Linked DNA regions of Cricetulus griseus: region 2 is linked to region 1. A link is a contact called in public Hi-C data. All regions are on one chromosome and are shown on one strand. Each heading gives the region's core, a stretch centred on a gene start, on an enhancer-like site or on the middle of the called end of the contact. The rest is flanking DNA. Distances are from core to core; before and after follow the strand shown. Region 1 overlaps LOC103160769 (a long non-coding RNA gene). Region 2 overlaps LOC113835924 (mRNA decay activator protein ZFP36L2).

Region 1 (4,914 bases), core at 1,649-4,148:
GTCAGTTTTTGTCTTGGGGGGAAGCCTGGTTTCTTTGCCTTCTCATGTCAAAACCACTTCCCCATGGGCCAGCTTCTACACTCAGCCCTCAGTGGGGTACTGCTTGTCTACTCCATGTTCAACAGGGGCACCCATGGTGGCCAGCCTTGTTAACTCTCAGAAATCCACCTGGCTGCCAGGAGATCCTGATCTCCAGCCCACCCCAGGCTGCAGTTTCTATCCCAGGCTTCCTGGCCCTGAGAAGGGACTTTGGAAACAGGGTCCAGGTTCAGTGCCAGCTCTGTAGGGCCTGAGGCAGGCTACAGGGCCTCTTCATGTCATTTCATTCTGCAGAGCTCTGTGAATTCCCTTGAAGTCTACTGTGCAGGGGGTGTAGTCAGCAAAGGCAAGATGCCATTGTTAGGGTTTGTGCCTCAGAAAGGACCAGCCATGGCCTGTCAGCTCTGGTCTAGCAGGCCCAGACAACAAACCTCCAGGACACTGGGGGGCTCCATGGAGGCTCTAGCACCCCACAGGGTCTTGGGGCTGCAGAAGTGGGACCTGGGGAGAGGACCTCATTCTCCATCTCCAGTCATCCTGTGGGACAGGAACCCTTTACAGGTCTCTTGACCTATCCTCAGGCTGGTCCTGCTACCATGGTCTCAGCTTCCACCCCCCTCTAAGCCTCTGCCCTGCCAGGGTTCTCTTCTGCTACCTAGAACCCTGCAGCCCTCACTCCTTGAAGCCCTGGGTCCCTCAAATGTGAGGAGTCTGAGAATCCCCACTGACACCAGGTAACCGTACTGTGGCTGTCGCTGTCTGACTCCCGACACCTGGACATACTGTTTCCACCTTCTTGTCCTGGATCCTGAGAGCCAAACCTCAGAGGGTGGGTAGGTCTCTCCAAATGCAGAAGGAAGGAAGACAGACTGCATGCTAAGTAAGTGTCCTACCCAGAGGAAGTCAGAGCTGGGCTGTGGTAGGACAGTTCTGGAGCCTCTCCTGCCTGGCTCCAACCCTGCTGATGTCATGGCGAGTGCCTCCCCACCCCCACCCTCACCCCCACCCTCTGATGGCAGGGCACTGGTGGATGGTGGCAGGGCACCAGGTTGCAGGGACTAAAACTTTGGATGACCAGCAGGCCCGTTGTCACCCAACCCAGTCACGACCACCCTCCCCCAAGTACCAACCTAGGAAAGACTGATAATCTCATAGCCACGCCTTCATTTGAGCCTCTTTGCCACCTTGTCCTTTATAGGAAGACATTTCAGTGAAGCTAGGGAACCTTCCTGAGATAGTGTAACTTACAGGTGGCAGACCAGGCCTTCCTGACCCCTGCCTGCCCTGGCTCCTGCCGGCCTCCTGCTAGCTGGGGTGTATGGAGGGGTGGGAGAGTTCATTCGTCCTGGGAGGCTGCCTGTTTGTTAAGAAGGAAGCAGGTGCCCCAGGCCATGCCGTGGGCTCTCCTGGCAGTACCTCTCTGGGGTGGAGAATGTTCCTTGGCAAGGGAGCCTGATGGGATGGGCTTTGCTGGGAAAGCTCCCCCCCTTTCCCCACTGCCTCCAGGGCTCTCCTCAGAAAGCCCCAGCTGCAACAAGGCCTTCCACCTGCCCTCTGCCTGGCTTCTACTATTACCTACAGTCTTTGGCCCAGTTTGCTTTCTTCAGCATTGGGGTTTGCACTCAGGGCAGCTCACATGTTAGGCAAGTGAGCACTCTGCCATTAAGCAGTATTTCCTTGCTTTCTTTTGTTTGTTTGTTTCCTTTCTTATTTTATTTTTTCTTTGTGTTGTTGCTTTTTCTTTTGAGGCAGGGCCTCACTGTGTAGTCCAGACTAGCCTGGAGATTGTGATCCAGATATCAGGTGTCCTCTGCCTCCTAAGTGTAGGGATTAAACCTGCACCCCAGCTCTTTTGTATGTTTTCTTTTGGAAACAAGTTTTCCATAGGTTGCTCAGGCTGGCCTTGAACTCACTCTATAGCCCTGGCAGGACCTGAACTTTCCATTCTCCTGCCTCAGCTTCCCAGATAGCTGGACTCACAGGCCTGTGCCACCAGGGCTGCCTACTTAGTTTCTGCATCCAGTTGATCTGCTTTTTATGTATTTATTCCCCAGCCAGAACGTGACCTTTGGAGGTCCCAGTCTATCTGGTCCCTTGTTTAGAAGGGCACCCAGCATAAACTCAGCTGTTCTTTTATGGGATGGATAAAGGAATGAATGAAGAAAGTCAGGTAGAAGAAGGCTGAGTGGGGGAAAGTTCAGTGGGAGGGTGAAGTTACCAAGGGCAAGCCAAACGGATAATTCTACACAGCTGAGGGGAACAAGAAGTACTTCAGAAAAGAGAAGGACAGGGCCACCACGGATAGTCATGTGCTGTGACAACAGAGACCTCAGAGATGAGGTTCATTTTTCAACATGGATAACAACAGTACATGGTATTGTCCTCGGCAGGCTCTGAGGTGACTTGAATGCATGGATTGGGGGCAGGCTTAGGGGTGTCTTTAGCAGGAGGAACAGGCTGTACCTTCCACGAGGTTGCCACGTGGTCATGGCTAGCAGTTTACCATCCGGTGTTGTCTTCAAAGACGGTTGTCCAACCCAGGGGGAGCAACTGGCGTGCTGTTAGCAATCTCTGGTGCCTGTTGTGCTTAGCAGGAGGGTAGGGAAATCACCCGGCACACCCCACAGACACCCACCGAATGCTGGGGACCAAGATAGTGGCAACCGCTGTGGGGAGGGTTATTTCCTGAGGTGGTAGGGTGCTGAAGGCTGGGGACACTGTGTTCTGAGGTCTCACCAAACAGAGGCCTCAGTAGGGACCTGTCCCAGCTGCAGGAGCCACCCCTCCCAGCCCTACTGACTGGGCACAACAACAATGGCCTGGTGGCTGCGGCTGTCTCCCGATGAGTCACCTTGCCCACAGTGAGCCTGGCTGCCGATGTTATCAGTAGCCTTGCTTGCTTCATTCCTGGGTGACATCACCCACCTCTGTCTTCTCATTCTGGGAGCATTGCCTGTAAGGCTCTTGTCAGAAGTCACCTGGGCAGCTGCACGGGGGCCTTGAGAGGCTCAGTCCAGGGCCTCAGGAGGCTCAGCTCCTCAGTCCTGGGTTTGCTGTACAGGTCCCCAGTCTACCTACAGGGTTATGCTACCAAGATGGAGTTCCCCACCCCCACCCCCACCCATGCTTGCTCCCTCTCTTTCCTCAGCCAGGTATCTCCCAGGAAGGATGCCCAACTGCATTCTTGGATAGAAGTCCTGAATCCCACACCTTGTGGCCTGGGCTCCTCGAGTTTTGCCTATTGCTGGCCTGGCAGTCTTGGAGCTTCTGGGATGAAGTCATTGGGCCTCCTAGCTCACTTAGGCCCAGACTGTGGCACCCTGCTGGCCTTTGTGCAGCTTTGCACAATCACTCTACTGGGGACCGTCTGTTGCCCCTAATGCCCATGTGGACCTGGCAGCCCTGTGAGCTGAGGTCATCCCTGTATCTCCCTATATCCTCCTTTGCCTCGTCATTGTTTCCAATGCTGACCTGCGATCAGGGCCACTGGAAGGTGTCAGAAGATCAGGAGAGCAGGGGCTGGGGTGGCCAGGACCACATGGGCTCCATTGCCAAGGCAGGATGGAAGGGTGGGTCCACCTCCATCTTCCCTGTCCTTGGAGTGGATAGCAAGAGGAGACCAAGAGTCTCTCGAGAGGCTGGCCCCCTTTGCCAGGAGGCTGTCCAAGCTTGCCAGGCCAAGGAGGCAGAGGGAACATGAGTGGACAGGCAGGGAGAAATGTCACCCTACAAGTCACTCTCTGGGACCTCATGAGACAGCTCCTCAAGTACAGGCTTTTAAGCAGCATCCACTTTCCCTCTAGTTATCTGACCAAAGGAAACGGTTCCTTAGAGAGAAAAAGAAAGGAAGCCACAAAGTAAGAGGACCCCACCACTAAGGTCACATCTTTACCATCAAATGAGAAACAGAGCCCAAGAGGGGCCTGGTGCATCAGAGCCAGGCCCTGGGAGCCTGCAGCTTTGCTCAGCCCCATCTCCCTTCTCCTGTTGCTCACAGGGCACTGGCTTGACTCACTGCAGCTTCCTTGACTCCAGAGCTTGTTGGTCACACAGGGCCACTGCTAAGCAAGCATTGTCATAATACAGAGAGGTTGAATCCTGGGCAGGAAAGAGGGTGGCAGGAGGAATTTCAGAGAATAAAAGAGCCTACTCCTTAGTTGGGTTAAGGCCAGCTGATTAGGCCTGGTCTCAGAGGTCTTGGGTCCCCTTTCTGACCGGTGTTGCATTCTCATTAAAGCTCCTGGAGAGGTACACACTTTCAGATTTTGTCATCATTGCCAAGCTCTGCCTGTGGTCTTCGTAGGCCTCCTCATCCCTTTTCAAACTCTAGGGCATAGCCTAGCCAGGTCTCCTGGGGGTTCTTACTGTTGTACTTCCTTCCTTGGTTTCACATTCAGACCCGGTTCTAATTCTACTCAACTCAACCCCAATTGTCTTTGTTGGAGAGAGTACACCCTGGCTTTGCCTAGTCCTTTGAATTCATTCCCCTTGCTTAGTAAACAATAACATTTGTTTTAGTGTGTGTGTGTGTGTGTGTGTGTGTGTGTGTGTGTGTGTGTGTGTGTACAAGCAATGGTGGGTGTATGGAGGTCAGAGGACAGCTTGTATGAGTTGGCTCTCTCCTTCTACCATGCGGGTTCTGGGGACCAAACTCAGGTCATTAGCCTTGGCAATAAGCTCTTTTAGTCTCACCAGCCCAGCCCTCTTTATCCCTGTGTTCAATACTCACCACCAGTTTCTAAGTCCACATGTATTTAGTCGAGTCTTCCAGACTGAATTTGGCAATCTCTTCCCAGCTCATTCCTCTACTTGGATGCTAGGTCTTGGTTCAGAGTCACACTCCTCCATTACCTCCTGGCAGCTTTCACTCTGCAC
Region 2 (4,856 bases), core at 2,131-4,630, 69 kb before region 1:
CAAGGAGCCTTCAGGGGGCGGCGGCGGCACAACGCTGGTCAACAAGGAGAGCAAATTCCGGGACCGCTCGTTCAGCGAGAACGGCGAGCGCAGCCAGCACCTCCTGCACCTGCAGCAGCAGCAGCAGAAGGGGGGCAGCGGCTCGCAGATCAACTCCACGCGCTACAAGACCGAGCTGTGCCGACCCTTTGAGGAGAGCGGCACGTGCAAGTACGGCGAGAAGTGCCAGTTCGCGCACGGCTTCCACGAGCTGCGCAGCCTCACTCGGCACCCCAAGTACAAGACGGAGCTGTGCCGCACCTTCCACACCATCGGCTTCTGCCCCTACGGCCCGCGCTGCCACTTCATCCACAACGCGGACGAGCGGCGGCCGGCGCCATCGGGGGGCGCCTCGGGGGACCTGCGAGCCTTTGGCGCGCGGGACGCGCTGCACCTGGGCTTTGCTCGGGAGCCGCGGCCCAAGCTGCATCACAGCCTCAGTTTCTCGGGCTTCCCGTCGGGTCACCACCAGCCGCCGGGGGGTCTAGAGTCGCCGCTGCTGCTCGACAGCCCCACGTCGCGCACGCCGCCACCTCCCTCGTGCTCCTCGGCCTCATCCTGTTCCTCATCCGCCTCTTCCTGCTCCTCCACGTCGGCGGCATCCACGCCCTCGGGTGCCCCGACCTGCTGCGCCTCGGCGGCGGCTGCAGCGGCAGCCGCGCTGCTCTACGGTCCCGGGAGCTCGGAGGACCTGCTGCCCCCCGGAGGCCCGTGCGCCACCTGCTCAGCCACCTCGTGCGCCAACAACGCCTTCGCCTTCGGCCCGGAGCTGAGCAGCCTCATCACGCCGCTCGCCATCCAGACCCACAGCTTCGCCGCCGCGGCCGCCGCCTACTACCGCAGCCAGCAGCAGGGCCTGGCGGGGCCCGCGCCGCCCCCCGCGCAGCCGCCCGCGGCCCCCGCGCCTCCCTCGCCGCCCTTCGGCTTCCAGCTGCCGCGCCGTCTGTCCGAGTCGCCCGTGTTCGACGCGCCCCCCAGTCCCCCGGACTCGCTGTCGGACCGCGACAGCTACCTGAGCGGCTCGCTGAGCTCGGGCAGCCTCAGCGGCTCCGAGTCCCCCAGCCTGGACCCCGGCCGCCGCCTGCCCATCTTCAGCCGCCTCTCCATCTCCGACGACTGAGGCAAGGGGGCGCCCGCGAGGGTTTGGGAGAGGCTGCAGGGGGGGCACCGGGGAGGGGTGACACTGCCGAAGGCCCCCAGCCGAGCACTTGGACTCGAACTATGCCGGGAGGGGGCCCCGCCCCTTCCCTTTCGGTTTTTTTTCTATTATTATTTTTTTATTATTATTATTATTGCAGAGTTTTCGTTCTTGTTGAAATAAAAGCCAACGAACTTTTTGTAAGGATGAACAAAATAGTCACAACGGGCAGTTGTGATGCGATAGAACAAAAGATACCAAACACTTGTTTAGGTCTCAGATGAGTTTTGAAACTCTAGTTTATAAAGAAGAATAAAAAACCAGCCCAGCACCAGCAGCTAAAACCACCATTCCATCTCTTCTTTCACTTGAAAGCCTTAGTTACAGTCCAGATGTGAGAACTCTTACCTTGGAAGGGGGTTCCTAACTTGTCTCAGACCAGTGTGAGCCAGCCGGCTGCCACCTCCCCTTAATAAGCTTTTAGAGTTCAATGTAATGCCAAGAACATGCCTTGAAACGAGTAGCCTTCAGCCGGGTTTGTCGCGGTTGTTGTCCTTGTTTTTGTTTTTTAACGAAGTTATATGTTTGGGGGGTGGGGGGGTACCCTTGCATTCCAAAGTCTGATACTGGTCTCATTGCCACCGTTTAGTGAGTGTTTAGCTTAGAAACATTCCCTCTGCTCTCTGGAAGCCTTGAGCAGAGCTCAGTTCATAATTGTTGGGAAATAAGTGCTTCATTTTTAGCTGTTTTGAGTTGATTCGCACCACAACTCAATATGAAAAAAATAAACCTATTTAACTTATTTATTATCTTGTGAAAAGTATACATTGAGGATGTTTGTTCATACTGTATTTATCGAGTATGATGAAAAGCAATAGATATATATTCTTTTATTATGTTAAATTATAATTGCCATTATTAATCGGCAAAATGTGGAGTGTATGTTCTTTTCACAGTAATATATGCCTTTTGTAACTTCACTTGGTTATTTTATTGTAAATGAGTAAGAAAAAATCTTAATTTAAGAGATTGTATGTAATATTTATTTCATTAATTTCTTTCCTTGTTTACGTAAATTTCGAAAGATTGCATGGTTTCTTTACAGAAATCTATCTATCTTGATGCTGTGGAAGTAGTTTGAGGAACATTTTGAGTCTTTTCTTACTTAGAATGTATAATGGTTGTGGCCCACCCAGCTTTAAAGAGAGAAAAAGAATGACCACATACTCTGCAGTCCGGCTCACATGTGGCATGCTTGTCTAGTCCCAGCCTTATAAACCAGCAAGAGAAAACAAAAAAACAAAAATGCTGATTCCACCAGCTCTACTGTGACATTGAGTATAAAGACATGTAGCAATAACGGGGAAATAATGGTCTCAGTGCCTTCATGGGGCCCGAACTTGCCTTAAATCTTCCTCAACCAAATAAGTATTTCATTAGTGCTTGAGCGAATTTGAATGCCAGATGGGTTAACCTGCACAAAACGAGATTTTTTTACCACTTTTTTTTTTATATATATAGCTATAAAGTGAAGAGGGCCATCTTAGTGCTGAAAATGGTCTGTAGAACATGAATATGCCTTGTTTCATAACAGTCCGAAACTTGTACTATGACTTTTCGATGTAAAAAGGCAGGAATGTCCCTCCCAGGCCTTCCTGGATGGCAGATGAGTGAGCAGGCGCTTAGTTTTGTATGTAGGGTACAGTTGGAGCACCGAGTGTGTGTATTCTGGACTACTTTGACACAGTAGGTTCTTTTTTGAATGTAACAAGATAAGTCAACTTGAGTTGTAATATATTTTTGGGGAATCAGTTCACTACAAATTGTGACTGTAAACATTGTACTGTAAATGTTTTGTAGTTTTCCCCCCCAATAAAATTTTTTGGAAAAAAATTTTCCTGAGAGAGAAGGGAGTGTTCTTTTTAAAACTGGGTCTCCTTTCCTGGCTTCCCCGGGGCCTCCTCAGCAGGTCTGGGAAGGGGTGTGGGGAGCTGACAGATCGCTCAAGAGCCTGCATCCACTTGTTACCTGTATTTATTTTCTAGCAAGTCCTCTCAGCTGAAAGAAACTAATTATTTGGCTGTCAGGGGTATTTGTTAGCTGTTCCCTTTGGTAATGAGATGCATCCCAGTGTTGGCTGACTGGCTGGTGGCAGGGCCTGGCGGGAGACCGCAAGGGGTGTGGCCGGCCTGTGAGTCACCCAGTGGATCACGTGGCTGCTCTGGCAGCTGAAAGTCCGATTTTTCTCTGGGATGCCTGCCTGACCGGGGCCTGTAGCCTTGACGGGAGCTGGCTGGTGGAGGTCTGGCCCAGGCGTTGGGAGTCCAGGGTTTTGCTTGGACTTTGGGTAGCTGGGTTATGTCCTTGTTCAGAGAGAGAGAGGGAGGGAGATTAAGCGGGTTAAACTTCTATCTGGGTGATGTTTGTTTACACAGACAACTTCCTCTGGGAACGAGCACATTCAGGCTATTTATGCAAAAGGAAGGCTGAGGAGGCCAGAAAGCAAATTCAACCGGGCTTCTACCGAAAGGAAAAAAGACTGCCTTGCTTTGCCTGGTTCTCCGTCATAAACTACAGTCTTGTGCATTGTTTTTTGTTGTTTTCTCCCAGCTGGTTTTAAATCACTTTTAAACTCCTAAGACAATTACTTTTCTGCCCCCCTCTCCCATTCGCACAGTTCAGACACCTTTTCCAACCTAGACAGGAGGTCCAGCAACTGTGTGCTTCCTTATCAATAGCAGCTGGGCTCTCAACCAATCCTTGCCCCCTCTCTGGCTACCCCGGCCTTGGCCAGGGTCTCCTGTGACTCACAGCTGAGCAGGAACGGTGGTGGGGGTGTCTGAGGGATGCGCCAGGCTGGGCAGCTGTTTCTAGTTAAGGCGATGGAGTTGGTGTGCAAAGCCTTTTTTTTTTTTTTTTTTTTTTTTTTTTTTCAGTGCTTGCTGCCAGAGTGGGGAACAGTTTCAAAGTTCTCCCAGATGTTAGGCCTTGGGGGCGGAGGGAGCTGGAGGCCAAGAAGCCCTGAGGTTGGGTGAAGCCCCTGCAGCTCTCTGGCCTCTTGGCCATAAAGAATTTGCAATGGGGAGGAGACGGCTCCACTGTGGAGCTGTTTAGGCCCGGCTGCGTTTCAAAGACCTTGTTTCCACTTCATTCCCAAATTTATTTTTTTCCAAACAAGCACTTTTGAGCAGCTGGAATGTTGGGCTTCTCTTTGGGGTAAGCCACATTCATTTTTTAAAAACTTTCAGCCATTTGAAAGCCTGAAAGCTAGGCTCTGACAGTTTGTGTTTGAGATGCATGCGGGGAGGTAGGTGGTCATTCAGAAGTTCTCTCACCCATACATACATCATTGGAGGCTCTGGGTCATTGTGCCTCCGCAGCCACCAGAATAAACAGAAAACAGCCTGTCCTTGATCCCACCCTGAGACTGGTTTTAGTTTTTTGTTTTTTGTTTTTTTGGTTTTTTTTTTGTAAATCCATGATATAGGAGGAGAACTTGGAAGTAAGGGCAAAGTAGGATTAGCCACCACAGGGCTGCACTGTGGAGGCTCCGGGCTGAGTCTAGATAGGACCTTCCATGGGCAACTGTGGTTGTTCAAAGAGGTCTTCCAACTGACTGCTTGGAGGCTGGGGTGATTTTGAAACAACCCGACTAGTGTGCCCCACCTTATAAACGATT

Evidence for each region. Hi-C and Micro-C count contacts between places; a contact is called where the count stands out from the background.
Region 2: a contact with region 1 is called in a Hi-C map of the CHO-K1 cell line, with 6 times the contacts expected there. The contact joins two enhancer-like sites. A contact is called at or near these places in 6 of 8 Hi-C or Micro-C datasets (the CHK-Q cell line, the CHL-YN cell line, the CHO-K1 cell line and 2 more).

Annotation. Positions count from the first base shown.
Region 1 is chr5:85,736,590-85,741,503 of CriGri-PICRH-1.0, reverse strand. All of the region lies in intron 1 of LOC103160769 (a long non-coding RNA gene), which reads left to right. Among named protein-coding and RNA genes, the nearest start is that of Trnai-uau, 260 kb to the right of the region's middle. Within about 2 kb of position 2,898, at least 2 of the 6 cell types and tissues checked have open chromatin away from gene starts, as enhancers often do. A contact at or near this core is called in the CHO-K1 cell line and fibroblasts, where this site is marked.
Region 2 is chr5:85,806,250-85,811,105 of CriGri-PICRH-1.0, reverse strand. It overlaps LOC113835924 (mRNA decay activator protein ZFP36L2), which reads left to right. Exons shown (of 2, transcript XM_027417931.2): 2 at 1-1,311. The coding sequence ends at 1,159. Among named protein-coding and RNA genes, the nearest start is that of Thada, 300 kb to the left of the region's middle. Within about 2 kb of position 3,380, at least 5 of the 6 cell types and tissues checked have open chromatin away from gene starts, as enhancers often do. A contact at or near this core is called in the CHO-K1 cell line and fibroblasts, where this site is marked.